Regions from separate parts of the Columba livia genome. Here region 2 is linked to region 1. The links are chromatin contacts, called in public Hi-C maps. All regions are on one chromosome and are shown on one strand. The core of a region is the stretch at or near the end of the contact, and the rest is flanking DNA. Distances in the headings are between cores, read along the strand shown. Region 1 overlaps TANC1 (tetratricopeptide repeat, ankyrin repeat and coiled-coil containing 1). Region 2 holds the start of TANC1 (tetratricopeptide repeat, ankyrin repeat and coiled-coil containing 1).

Region 1 (5,415 bases), core at 2,632-5,131:
GCCTGACTAGTGCTGGAAAGAAAGCCAGAACTTAGTTCAGAACTCTGCTGTCCGGTTCAGAAAATGGGAATTCTGCATGGGAATGTCTGTCAGTCTCTCTCAGCTGCTCTATTCTGGTAGAACGCGTTAACCACGAGTCCTGGGGCTGTTTTCTTCCAGGGGCAGCAAACAGATGAAGAGATGCAAAGAGATCTATAGCAATTTCATCAACATAGACAGTAATATTGTGGCTTATCTCTTCTTAAAAAGGGAAAATCCAGAGTTTAATACTCCAACAAGTAAACACTGAAGGGAACAATCACTATGGCCTTCTAATTACTGCCATTTTTTTGAAGCTTTCAATCATTCATTTGCCCATTTCTCTCTAGAAGGACAAGGAAACATACCCTGATTCCACCACCTGTATCATGAATTCTAGCACACCCAAGAAGGTGATTTGGAACAAAAAAGGCCTCCAATATCACACCTGTGCACTGTGGAGAAACACGCAAGGAAGGGAGGAAAAAAAAACCCGAGACGCTTTACTTGGAATTCCTCTAAAACTACTACTTTTCATAATAATGCAGCTGCACCAACATAAAAGATCACTTAGTGCTTGAGATAAGAAAAACGGTGCAAGGTGTTTTTACCTGTAAGCTGGTTCTTACAGTCACAATGAGCTTCAGCCATGGAGGAAACTTAGAGATTATGTTTGTGATAAATGAAGAGAGTGTGTCACCATAATCGGGTTTATGAAATTCAGCATCATTTAAGCCATCTATCAAAATTATGTAGTCTTCCTCAGGAATCTTCCTCTCTGAAAGATGAAGATAAAAAAGCAAAGGGTGAATACAAATTCCCCTATTCAGTGACATATCCCCGAATTTTGAACATCAAGAAATACAAACATATCTTTATGCACCACAATACATTTCTATGGTGGTTAAGCATTATTTAGGAGATTAAAAACAATATTAGGAGATACGAAACAACAATGCCATGAAATGCTAAGAAGTGGAAGCAAGCTCTTAAAACAGTGGCTTTTACTGTGCTCTTACGGATCTACTTCTCAACTGACTTAAAAAGAGTTAAAAGAGTAAACAAGGCCATTAACATTAAGAGATAAGAGATGTATGGATATGAGAAGAGGGCATGTATAGGTTGCTTAAGACATTAGTTAGCCAGGGTTTTAATTATTAGCTGTTTACTTAAAGCTTATCCTTTATTGTACATACTGAACAAAAAGCGTTTACAATTTGCAAAAGCCATGACGGCAACCGAAGACCTGCACACCGCCTTGGCGGGGAGGACACAGGCTCCGCTGGCACACGAGCTGCTTCCCCGCCGCGCGGCGCCGCGGCCGGGCCACGCGCAGGGAGCCGCCGCTGGCAAGAGCGGCTTGCCGGGTCTGGGCTTTTAACAGGAAACCCTTGTTGTTACACACTTCCTTGGAAAACCGCCGTGCCGATCTTAAAAGCCAGCAAAAAGCACATCCGCCTTGCAGGGGCTTAGGCACAGATTAGAAAACAACGGAAACAACTCAAAAGCACCCAAACCTAAATCCTTTAATGTAGGTGTGCCAGCCTTAGCTTCAAGATGCAACATCATCCTTGAGTTTTCTAGCAAAACAAAAAAATGTAACGTTTCCATGATCCTTAATAAGTTTCATAGAATTTTATTTTAAAATATGGAAAAACTGTTCCAAACCTGTTCCAAAACTGTTACAAACACGCAGCACAATGAAGGAATCCCTTTCTCCAGGACCGTTCTGATTTTTGTCTTTCTCTCAGAGCACTAGGACTCACATTCCCAGATCTTTTCACCCCGTGTGCGGCTCAGGCCAGTTCCGGGTCAGCTCCCGCCCCACGTACCTCTCCTGAGGAGGGCGAGCGGCTCCAGCACGCCCCGCGCGAGCGCCGCGGCCGGGTCCTGCACGCAGGAGCGCAGGCTCAGCACGCTCTGCAGCTGCGGCTCCCGCAGCAGCACGTCTCTGTAGGCCGCCAGCTGAGCCGCGCGGCACAGCAGGGCCGCCACGCTGTGCACGAATTCCGGCACCAGGCACGTGTACGTGTTGTCAGCCTGGCAGTAGTGGTAAGCAACGACCTGGACAATTCAAAAAATAAAGGCGTCACTCCTTCAACATCTAAGTTGGTTATTAGCTAGTGCACTTATGATTAAGCGTTACGACATCTATATTTCCCCTACAGAGTATTTTTCAGTGTTACAGTAATTGTCCAACTCCACAACTGGTCGTGTCAGAGACACTGAAAGGACGACATGAAAAACGGAAAAGAAATAAAAGTGTCAGATTCTGGCAGGAAAACTGTTTTGAGTTCATTTGGATAGAGGGGTACAGCCAGGTAACTAAGGAGCAGGAGAAAAATAACTTGAAGCTCTGAATGAGCAACTTATTAGCTCTAATTTAACAACACGGTGTCACACACTGTCAGGACCCAAGGACTAATTTGATTGACATCAGGCAAAAGTAAAACAACAGCTATTAAAGACACCCTCACGTAGCAAACAGAGAAAGCAGACAACGGGCTCTGTTCTGATTACTGCAAAGGTGTGTAATACTTCTGAGTTATATCAAACCACACGGAAAACACCGTGTTCATAGTACATAAAAGGTTTGGTTTTCAGTGGGTTTCAAAACATTGTTTCCAAGTAACACACATCACCTTAACGACTGAAACAATAACCTCATGTTTTGCTCACGACTATTTCATGAACTAAGCAATTCAGATGTTAATTATTTTTACTAATTAGGAAAAAAACCCCACACTTATAATAATCTAATGCAAAAATAACTTTCAATTGCTTATTTCAGACTCTCAGAGTATTGAAAATAGACTACATTCAGACTCAACCTGTATCACAGAATACAGATTATACACAGGCCAAGCATGTCATCTTTTGGAAGGTACGCAGAGCACACAGCCCCTTTTGCAAGGAAAGGATCCCGACCCCCCGGCACCGCCCGCGTGCCGTTCTCCCAGCTCACTGCGAGGCCGCACAGCACCGCGCCGCCCCCGGCCACGGGACACCCAGGAGCGCGTGTGCCCGGCCCAGGGCCCGCGGGCACAGCCACCCTGCGGCCGGAGGCCGCGGCTCACCTTCGCAGCCAGGCGCCTGGCGGCGTCCCCCCAGCGCTGCGGGCACGCGGGGCCGGCCGGGCCGGGCAGAGTCCTCCCCACGCCGCCGGCCGGGAGCTGGCTGAAGGGAATGACCTCCGGGCTGGGGTCACCGCCCGCTGCAACGACAACAGATACCAGAGACTGGATTTGCTGACAGAAGATCGTTCTACAGGAAAACGTCACGGAACCTCTTTGCTGCTGGAGTAAAATCTGAAACTGCATTACAAGAAGCCTGCAACTAGTCTGAGAAATACAGGCATGTTACAATTTTACACAATTTGACTGACTTTGAGATCAAAACTGTACAATTACTGAAATCAAAGTATGCTGATATGAAGAGTTTCCATATGAAAATTATACGTGTGATGACTCATTTCAACTAATAGTTCCTGCGTGACTGAAATCTTGAGGAACGCAAACAATTCATGATTATTATGACTACTGTTCGAAGCGTCAGGAGGGGAAGCAGCAGTGAGGACAGTCACACGTCCTTCTGGTCACCGAAGGGACTGGATTGCCAGGGTGACAGAAGCCTGTGGAACCCAGCAGAAGACAGAAGGGGTTTCTCCACAGCTTCCCTCTTGCCCCTACCGCAATCCTGCGGAACACGTGTGGTACAGGGTAGGGGAACCCCATCGCTTCTCTCCTTCCAAACTAGCGGGAGCAGCAGCTCTAGTGCCGCGGCACCGGCGGAGCGCAGGGACCCCTGCCCGGCAGAAGGACGAGATCCTGCACGGTGCCGCCATGCCGCCCTTTGCCGGCTGGGCCTGTGCGCTGTTACGTTTATCAAAGCACACCATTTAACAGCTTCCTTCTGCAGGAAACAAGCATTTGCTGAGTTGACGAGGCCCAACTGACCTAAACCAGCAAAGCAAACAACATCCCGACTATTGTTATCAGTACAATAATCCAAACAATATACATACTTTTGGGGGAGGAATTAGGGCTGTTTGAAGCTATTTGTCTCATGCGACTTCCATGGCAGCTAAACGCCACCAGCCGTGAAATAATTGCGGTCTTCCCAAAGCCCACATTCCCCGTAATGACTGCGCCCCTGTTCTCTGCTACATCAGTGCTCTGCAATTTTTCTTCAATCGCCTGGAACAGCCATTCTCTTCCAACAAACACTGAGTCCGTTGTTATGCTCGGAACTTCAAACAATAGCGGCTTCAGCAAAATGTCTTGAGGCTTATAGGGGACGAAATGAGCTGAGAAGAGATGGCAGGGAGAAAAGTTTATTACAAGAAACTCGACGTGCAATAAACCACCATTGTTTCAGAAGAGAATTTCATTCAGTGACTCTGTTAATAGTGTTCATCATCAGACTCCTCAGAGCTTTCATCATGGAAACAATAAAACTGATTTGCTCAGTTCAGGTCTTCTCCATAATTCCTACAATGAATTAAATACTAGAGGGGAGAGGCTACAAGTATAATTGGAGGGCTTTTTATAATTGAATTTGAGTTAATTTTTCACAGAATTCACAAGTTCTCTTGAAAATGCATTAAGAATTCTATAAATGAGGAAGTGGCAAACATTTTTCGGTTCAGAGTCATAAGTAAGTCTAATGGTACTAGATGGGTTTTCTTCCTAAGCCAGAACTCTAACGACGGGCTCTCCAAAGCTGTGCGTTCGGCGCAGCACTCCAGGTGCCGCACGCTCTTATCTGAACGCCACGGGATGCAACCTGCGCTGCCCATGCCCTCTGAGATGAACAATACACTGATTTCTTACTCAAAGCCATACATTCAACTGCTAACCCACAGCATTATGCAGTAAAAAGTGCCAGCAACATCTTGGTTTCAGACTTGGTGAGGGATCTATCAGGAGCACGATAACTGTGGCGGTGGGACGGGGTGTTACAAACACCTCGGCACACGGTGTCACGGGACTGGGCACACACTGTGCCCCACGGCAGATGCCCAGAGCGGTACCTTTGCTGTCCGGCTGCGCCCGCCCGCCAGCCGTGTTGTGCCAAGGCAAGCGGATCGAAGTGCGCAAAGGAGTGTTTCTCTGTCCGTCCAAATAGCTCAGATCTTCCAGTTTGGTTGAACTTGTTGCTGCAGTATTAAAGGAGAGAAGCTTATTGATACACGCTTTATATTAGTATCCTTTTTGTTGAAATTCCAATATATGACAATTCGTTGGACTTTTCTGGGATAAACACGTTATATAGTTCCTTTGGAAATGAACTGGAGAACGTATCATTGTTTTCCCCTCAGCTGAACCAACATGTTTGTATCTTCACAACAGAAGCACAGAACTGGTAACGTGGTATTGCCAGAGTTGGAGATTCTCA
Region 2 (5,633 bases), core at 1,174-3,673, 47 kb after region 1:
TCAGGCTGGTGTTACACTGTCCTATTTATCCAGAAGTCCCTTTTCTAGCAGCAGTGCCTCCTACACGCAAACGTATTTCAGAAAAATAGGACCTCAGACATTTGTTAGGCCATATACTTTTTCCCTTCCATTGCCACAGCTTTGTGATAAATAAACTCTCCAATCTCCACAATAAGTCTTAGGAGCCTTAAGCAACCAAAAGACATAAACTAACCCAGTTTTCTCAAACCTGAGCCACCCACAAAACCCAAAGCTGACCTTCCTTCGTTTCCCTGCAAAACACAAATATCTACCTCCTAACAGAGCCTGAAATACCAACCTGTGGTCAAAACAGCATCTCTACAGAAAAATCTCAATTTTAAAACCATTAATGTAAACTTTGACTGACAGATGTTTTTATGGGTATCATTACAACCAACCGGCAGATCAGGCTAATGTTCTCACACACACGAGAGTTGGAAGGCTTGCTGATTAAACTTTCCTCCTCAAAGAAAGGCTTAAAGCGGACGACAGCAGTCCAGCTAACGGAAGACACGCCAGGTCTGCTCAGAGCGCTCAGCTGCGTGCAGCAGTGCCCGCTCACATCCCCCAGTTGCTATGGCATCCACCTCAGACTGTGGTTACACACACTAAATGTCTTTTTCCTACAGACTGTTATGGGAAGCTGAGCAACTTTGGCCATGAACCAAATATGTTTTGGCTCTAAAGCAGACATAATTCCTCACCGTTTGGACATTCCAATGGTTAGCTACACTGAGAAAGAGAGACAACCAGCTCTGAGAGCATCCATGTACACCCAGCTGTAAATACACTGCCCTAGCAATAGCAAAAAGCTATTGTCTTTGTGCTTACCTCGTTTACCAGCATTGTTTCATGAAATAATGCTATTTTTCCAGCACTTAACTGTCAGATCAGAACAAATGGGGAAGGTTCATTCTGGGCAGCTGCATAGCAAACTACAGTGGAAGGAAATTCTGTGGGATCCAAGGTATCACACTCATTTCCCTTATTTCCTGGTATTTTTAGTTTTATAAGCATCAGGTTATTTTTAAGCAACAGCTACCAAACACGAGCTAACACAGGACTCACAAACAACTAACATGTTCTGAACAGTCCTGCAAAACTCTGCAGCAGCCTGGATGAGCGCAACACTTACCACACGGTAACGCAGCAGAGCTCCTGCAGACTGCCTCCCACGCGCACGCTGCGCGGCCCACACCGAGCGCAGCGCCTGCGCCCAGCCCAGCCCCGCCGGTGCCAGTGCCATCTCACGGCGGGGTGCAGAGCAGGGACGGGGCTGAGGGGACCCCTCAGTGTCACACTGAAACAGGTACGAACCCCCATTCCCCCCCAAGGCTCATCCTCACAGAAAGGTGTCTTCAGTCACATTCTGGTTTCGAAAACAATCACTCAGGACTCAGTTTACTCTCTGTTCAATAAATATGCATTACGGGGCTACAACAAACAAATCATTAAAATAACACTCTGGCAAAATCAGAAAACTTTAGGAAGCATGTTACAAAATGCACAGTTACTATACATTATTAGTAACTCACATATTAAAAGACAAAACAAATTATCGTTGTATTATTGAGATCATAGCAGGCAACAGTGACGAGCACAAGGGCAGGACCTCCTGTTCTGGGAACCAGAGCAAGGTCATGGCAGCGGGCAGGCCCACGGCCCCGCTGCGGTCCCGAACACCCGCGGGCAGCCCGCCGCACAGCGCGGTGCGGGCCACGGCCATCAACTCCAGCTGGCGCGGCTAACGAGACCGCCGCGGCCGCTGCCCGTTCCAGCGGGGCTTCTCGCATTTGACCATCAAGTAACCACAAAGAAATCAAGCTTTCCCGAAAGGAAGTTTTGTGTTTGTTTGGGTTCGCCCCAACCTCTGCTGATAAAGGCATGAAACGGCAGCAGTCACAGACACGCACGGTATGTGCCGGGGCGGCGATCCCGCGGCGCAGGCGGCTCCGGGCCGGGCCTGCGGGAGCCTCCGCCCGCTCCGCCGGCCCCGGGCCCTCCGGCCTCCCCGCGTTCCCGGCCCAGGCCCCGCCGGCCCGGGGACAGGCACCGCCCCGGCCCCGGCCCCGGCCCCGCCGCCCCTCGGCCCCCGCCCCGCGGCCCCAGCCCGACATGCCCGCACACGCTCCTCGGCCGGAAAGTTTCACTCGCGCCTCCGCTGCCGCCGACCCCGCGCAGCGCCCGGAGAGGCCGCGCCCGGCCCGGCGGAGAGAGGAGCATGGGGAAGGAAAAGCACTCACCTCGGCCCGGCGGCCCGGCCCCGCACGGCGGCTCCGGCGGCGCGGCCCAGGCAGGGCGGCCCAGGCGGCGCTGCGCTCCGTTCCGCTCCGCTCCCCCGCGGGCAGCCCGGGGATGAGCTCAGGAGCGGCTGCAGTCCCCGCCCCGCGCTGCACAGCCCGGCTCGGCGGGGCGGGGCGGCTCCCGCCGCTCCCTCGGCGCGGCCCCGCGGCTCCCGGCCCGCAGCGCGGCGAGCGGAGGAGCGGGCGGCCCCGGCCCGGCGGCACAGCCCGGCAGACGCCGCCTTCGCGGAGCGGAACGTTTCGCCACCTCAGGAACACCGCGGGGGCCGCGCCCGCCAGCCCGCCCGGGCCACGAGGCTGCCGAGAACACCTGGGCATCTGCTCGTCCCCGCGGCTCCTGCTCGCCTGCGCTGCGGCGTGCGGGGCTGCGTGACCCCATCCCGGCTGTGAGCGCCCCAAGCCCGGCCGGGGGCTGCGAGCCCCGCCGGGGACGGGCGGTCCCGGGGCTGCACACGCAGCACAGGTGCCGTGATCCCACTTCAAGCAGTGCAGCCTTCTTTATCGCTAACCTGAAATTAGCTACATCCTGTCTTGTAAGGTCTTCAAAGGACAAAAAGATGGGTGAATTATAAATAAAAATAACAACAGATCGCTCGGCGCAGCCACATCACTTGCTGAACTGGGCCATGTAAGGCGCTTAGGAGGCAGGTTGGAAATGGCACCTTCAGGGAGAAGGAACACGGCTCTGTGCAGGACATGGCTCTGTGCAGAAGGACACGGCTCTGTGCAGGAGGACACGGCTCTGTGCAGGAGGACACGGCTCTGTGCAGGACACGGCTCTGTGCAGAAGGACACAGCTCTGTGCAGGAGGACACGGCTCTGTGCAGGACACGGCTCTGCGCAGGAGGACACGGCTCCGTGCAGGAGGACACGGCTCCGTGCAGGACACGGCTCTGTGCAGGACACGGCTCTGTGCAGGAGGACACGGCTCCGTGCAGGACATGGCTCTGTGCAGGACACGGCTCTGTGCAGAAGGACACGGCTCCGTGCAGGACACGGCTCTGTGCAGGACACGGCTCTGTGCAGGAGGGACACAGCTCTGTGCAGGAGGACACGGCTCCGTGCAGGACATGGTTCTGTGCAGAAGGACACAGCTCTGTGCAGGACACGGCTCTGTGCAGGACACGGCTCCGTGCGGAAGGACACGGCTCTGTGCAGAAGGACACGGCTCTGTGCAGAAGGACACGGCTCTGTGCAGGACACGGCTCCGTGCGGAAGGACACGGCTCCGTGCAGGACATGGCTCTGTGCAGGACACGGCTCTGTGCAGAAGGACACGGCTCCGTGCGGAAGGACACGGCTCCGTGCAGGACATGGCTCTGTGCAGGACACGGCTCTGTGCAGAAGGACACGGCTCCGTGCAGAAGGACACGGCTCTGTGCAGAAGGACACGGCTTCGTGCGGAAGGACACGGTTCCGTGCAGAAGGGACACGGTCCCCAGCAGCACAGAGGGACGCACTGAAGAGCAGCACCTTGGGCAGGATTCAGGCCTGTAAAGCCAGGCAACGTGAATGCTGCTGCAGAATAAAGCTAGCGCATTCTTTGTGTGAACAAGGGCTGAGCAAGGGGGTGCAGAGAGGTGGCATTACCTCTGAGGAGAGCTTTGGTAAATCTATTTGCAGCCTCTCTATTCATATTTTCCAAGATACTGAAAAATTACAAAAGGTACAGAAGAGAACTGCAAAAGTGATCGGAAGGCTCAAGATGATGCCTCGCAGTAACTGTCTTAAAATATTTATTTCCTCAAAAAGATGGCTCAACAGGGGGCTTATGAGAAAGAAAATTGTATTTTCACTTTGGTGCGCTTGAGATCACCACCACCTGTGTAATCCCGATGAGCTGTACCAAAGCGGCCACTCGGAGCACCTCTCTGGCTTTTCACATGTCAATAACCATCTCACATTAATGGGTTTAGTGATAAAGTGAGGGGGTGAGGAGGAAGACTAAGTTTAGCAGTGATGGTTTGAACGCCATCATTATGAGCACAACAGTTGATAATGTGTAGCAGAAATACCCCTCTGATGTGTTTTTCTCTTTCCAGCCTCAAAATGCTTGCCCCAGATGTCCAGCACTCCAGCTATTCCCTGTGTAGATGCCAAAGCGCTTGGCTTCCCTACATGTAACTTCTACAATAGAGTTTCACATAATTAATTTCAAAAAAATGAATCCTCCTCACACCAAAAAAGGAAAATGTAGGGACAATCCAAAATACATTTATAAATAGTTGCTGAAGTTTGCTGGGCAAGCCATCCTTTATTTTCGTATATAATTCATCATGGAAAACTAAAAATGAATTTAAGTGCAAAATAATGATTACAGTGCCAGAGTATTCCAGCACATTTTCTACGCTATGCAGGCATTTCCCACACGTCTCTCGACGTGTCTGTGAGCGGTAGCCCAGAGAATCCACCTAGGTGCTCAGGAAGAAGCGGGAGGCTCACACGGAGAGCAGCCCCAGAACCTCCGCCACCGCGGCCTCGCACGGCGCTGGAGCAGCCCGAGCTCCCGGTACGCCCCGAGCAGTTCTCACCTCACCTCCTGGCTCTGGCTTCGGAGAAGACGTGTCCCAAAACAAGGGCAGGACGCCGTGTGCGACTCAGCCAGCAGCTTTCCTGTCTGCCAGGGGAGAATCCTCTTCTTCACATTCTCTTCCCCCCATTTTGCCCGTGTGACGAGGCGGATGTCTGCAGAGAATGGAATTCTGTCTCTCGTGGAGGAAACGTCTTAGTTCTGGCAGCATTTTATGATTTTGTCTTTGTCTCCAAAATCCAAGACAAAAACCAGAGCTATGACTTCAGTGTTCCGTGACCTATTCCTCATCAGGCCCAGTGCTCCCTCCCTCTGGATATGAACCCACAGTTCTGGAACAGTATTTACAGCCAGTTGGATCTGGGTCCTACTGTTCCACAGGAAACCTCAGAATAAAAGTATTTTTAACTAGGGCATGATTTTGCTGCTTCCCTATCTGTCTCAGTAGAGCAAGGCTTTTGATAGTAGCAACGCCAACATTTGTGCTCTCACCAGTGCTTTGCTTTGGGGAAGAATTCAGCCCACAGCTGCTTTTCTACTTTAACTGTCCTGCCCTCTGCTCCTTCCACTCATTTGTTCACATGATTTGTCCATTCCCAGACGCCCAAATTCTTCAGCTATTCCTTTTCCTCCTCTCACAGAGTCTCACACTTTTCATGCAAGCTTCTCATACTTTTAAAGCTTCTTTTTATTTATTTATTTCTGGGGGAAATCAGGAATCCTAGACCATGGCAGCAATGTTCACTGTAATGCTGGGGACTAGGGGAATAAGAAACCAGA

Evidence for each region. Hi-C and Micro-C count contacts between places; a contact is called where the count stands out from the background.
Region 2: a Hi-C map of liver shows a contact between it and region 1, with 3 times the contacts expected there. The contact joins the promoter of TANC1 here to the enhancer-like site in region 1. A contact is called at or near these places in 2 of 2 Hi-C or Micro-C datasets (crop and liver).

Annotation. Positions count from the first base shown.
Region 1 is chr7:260,455-265,869 of bColLiv1.pat.W.v2, forward strand. It overlaps TANC1 (tetratricopeptide repeat, ankyrin repeat and coiled-coil containing 1), which reads right to left. Exons shown (of 25, transcript XM_065070090.1): 7 at 5,051-5,176; 8 at 4,043-4,324; 9 at 3,096-3,232; 10 at 1,851-2,082; 11 at 630-796. Among named protein-coding and RNA genes, the nearest start is that of WDSUB1, 39 kb to the left of the region's middle. Within about 2 kb of position 3,882, at least 1 of the 3 cell types and tissues checked has an H3K27ac peak away from gene starts, as active enhancers do.
Region 2 is chr7:308,952-314,584 of bColLiv1.pat.W.v2, forward strand. TANC1 (tetratricopeptide repeat, ankyrin repeat and coiled-coil containing 1) reads right to left here and starts at 2,424. Exons shown (of 25, transcript XM_065070090.1): 1 at 2,265-2,424. LOC110364202 (a long non-coding RNA gene) reads right to left here. Exons shown (of 3, transcript XR_010473928.1): 3 at 4,240-5,008.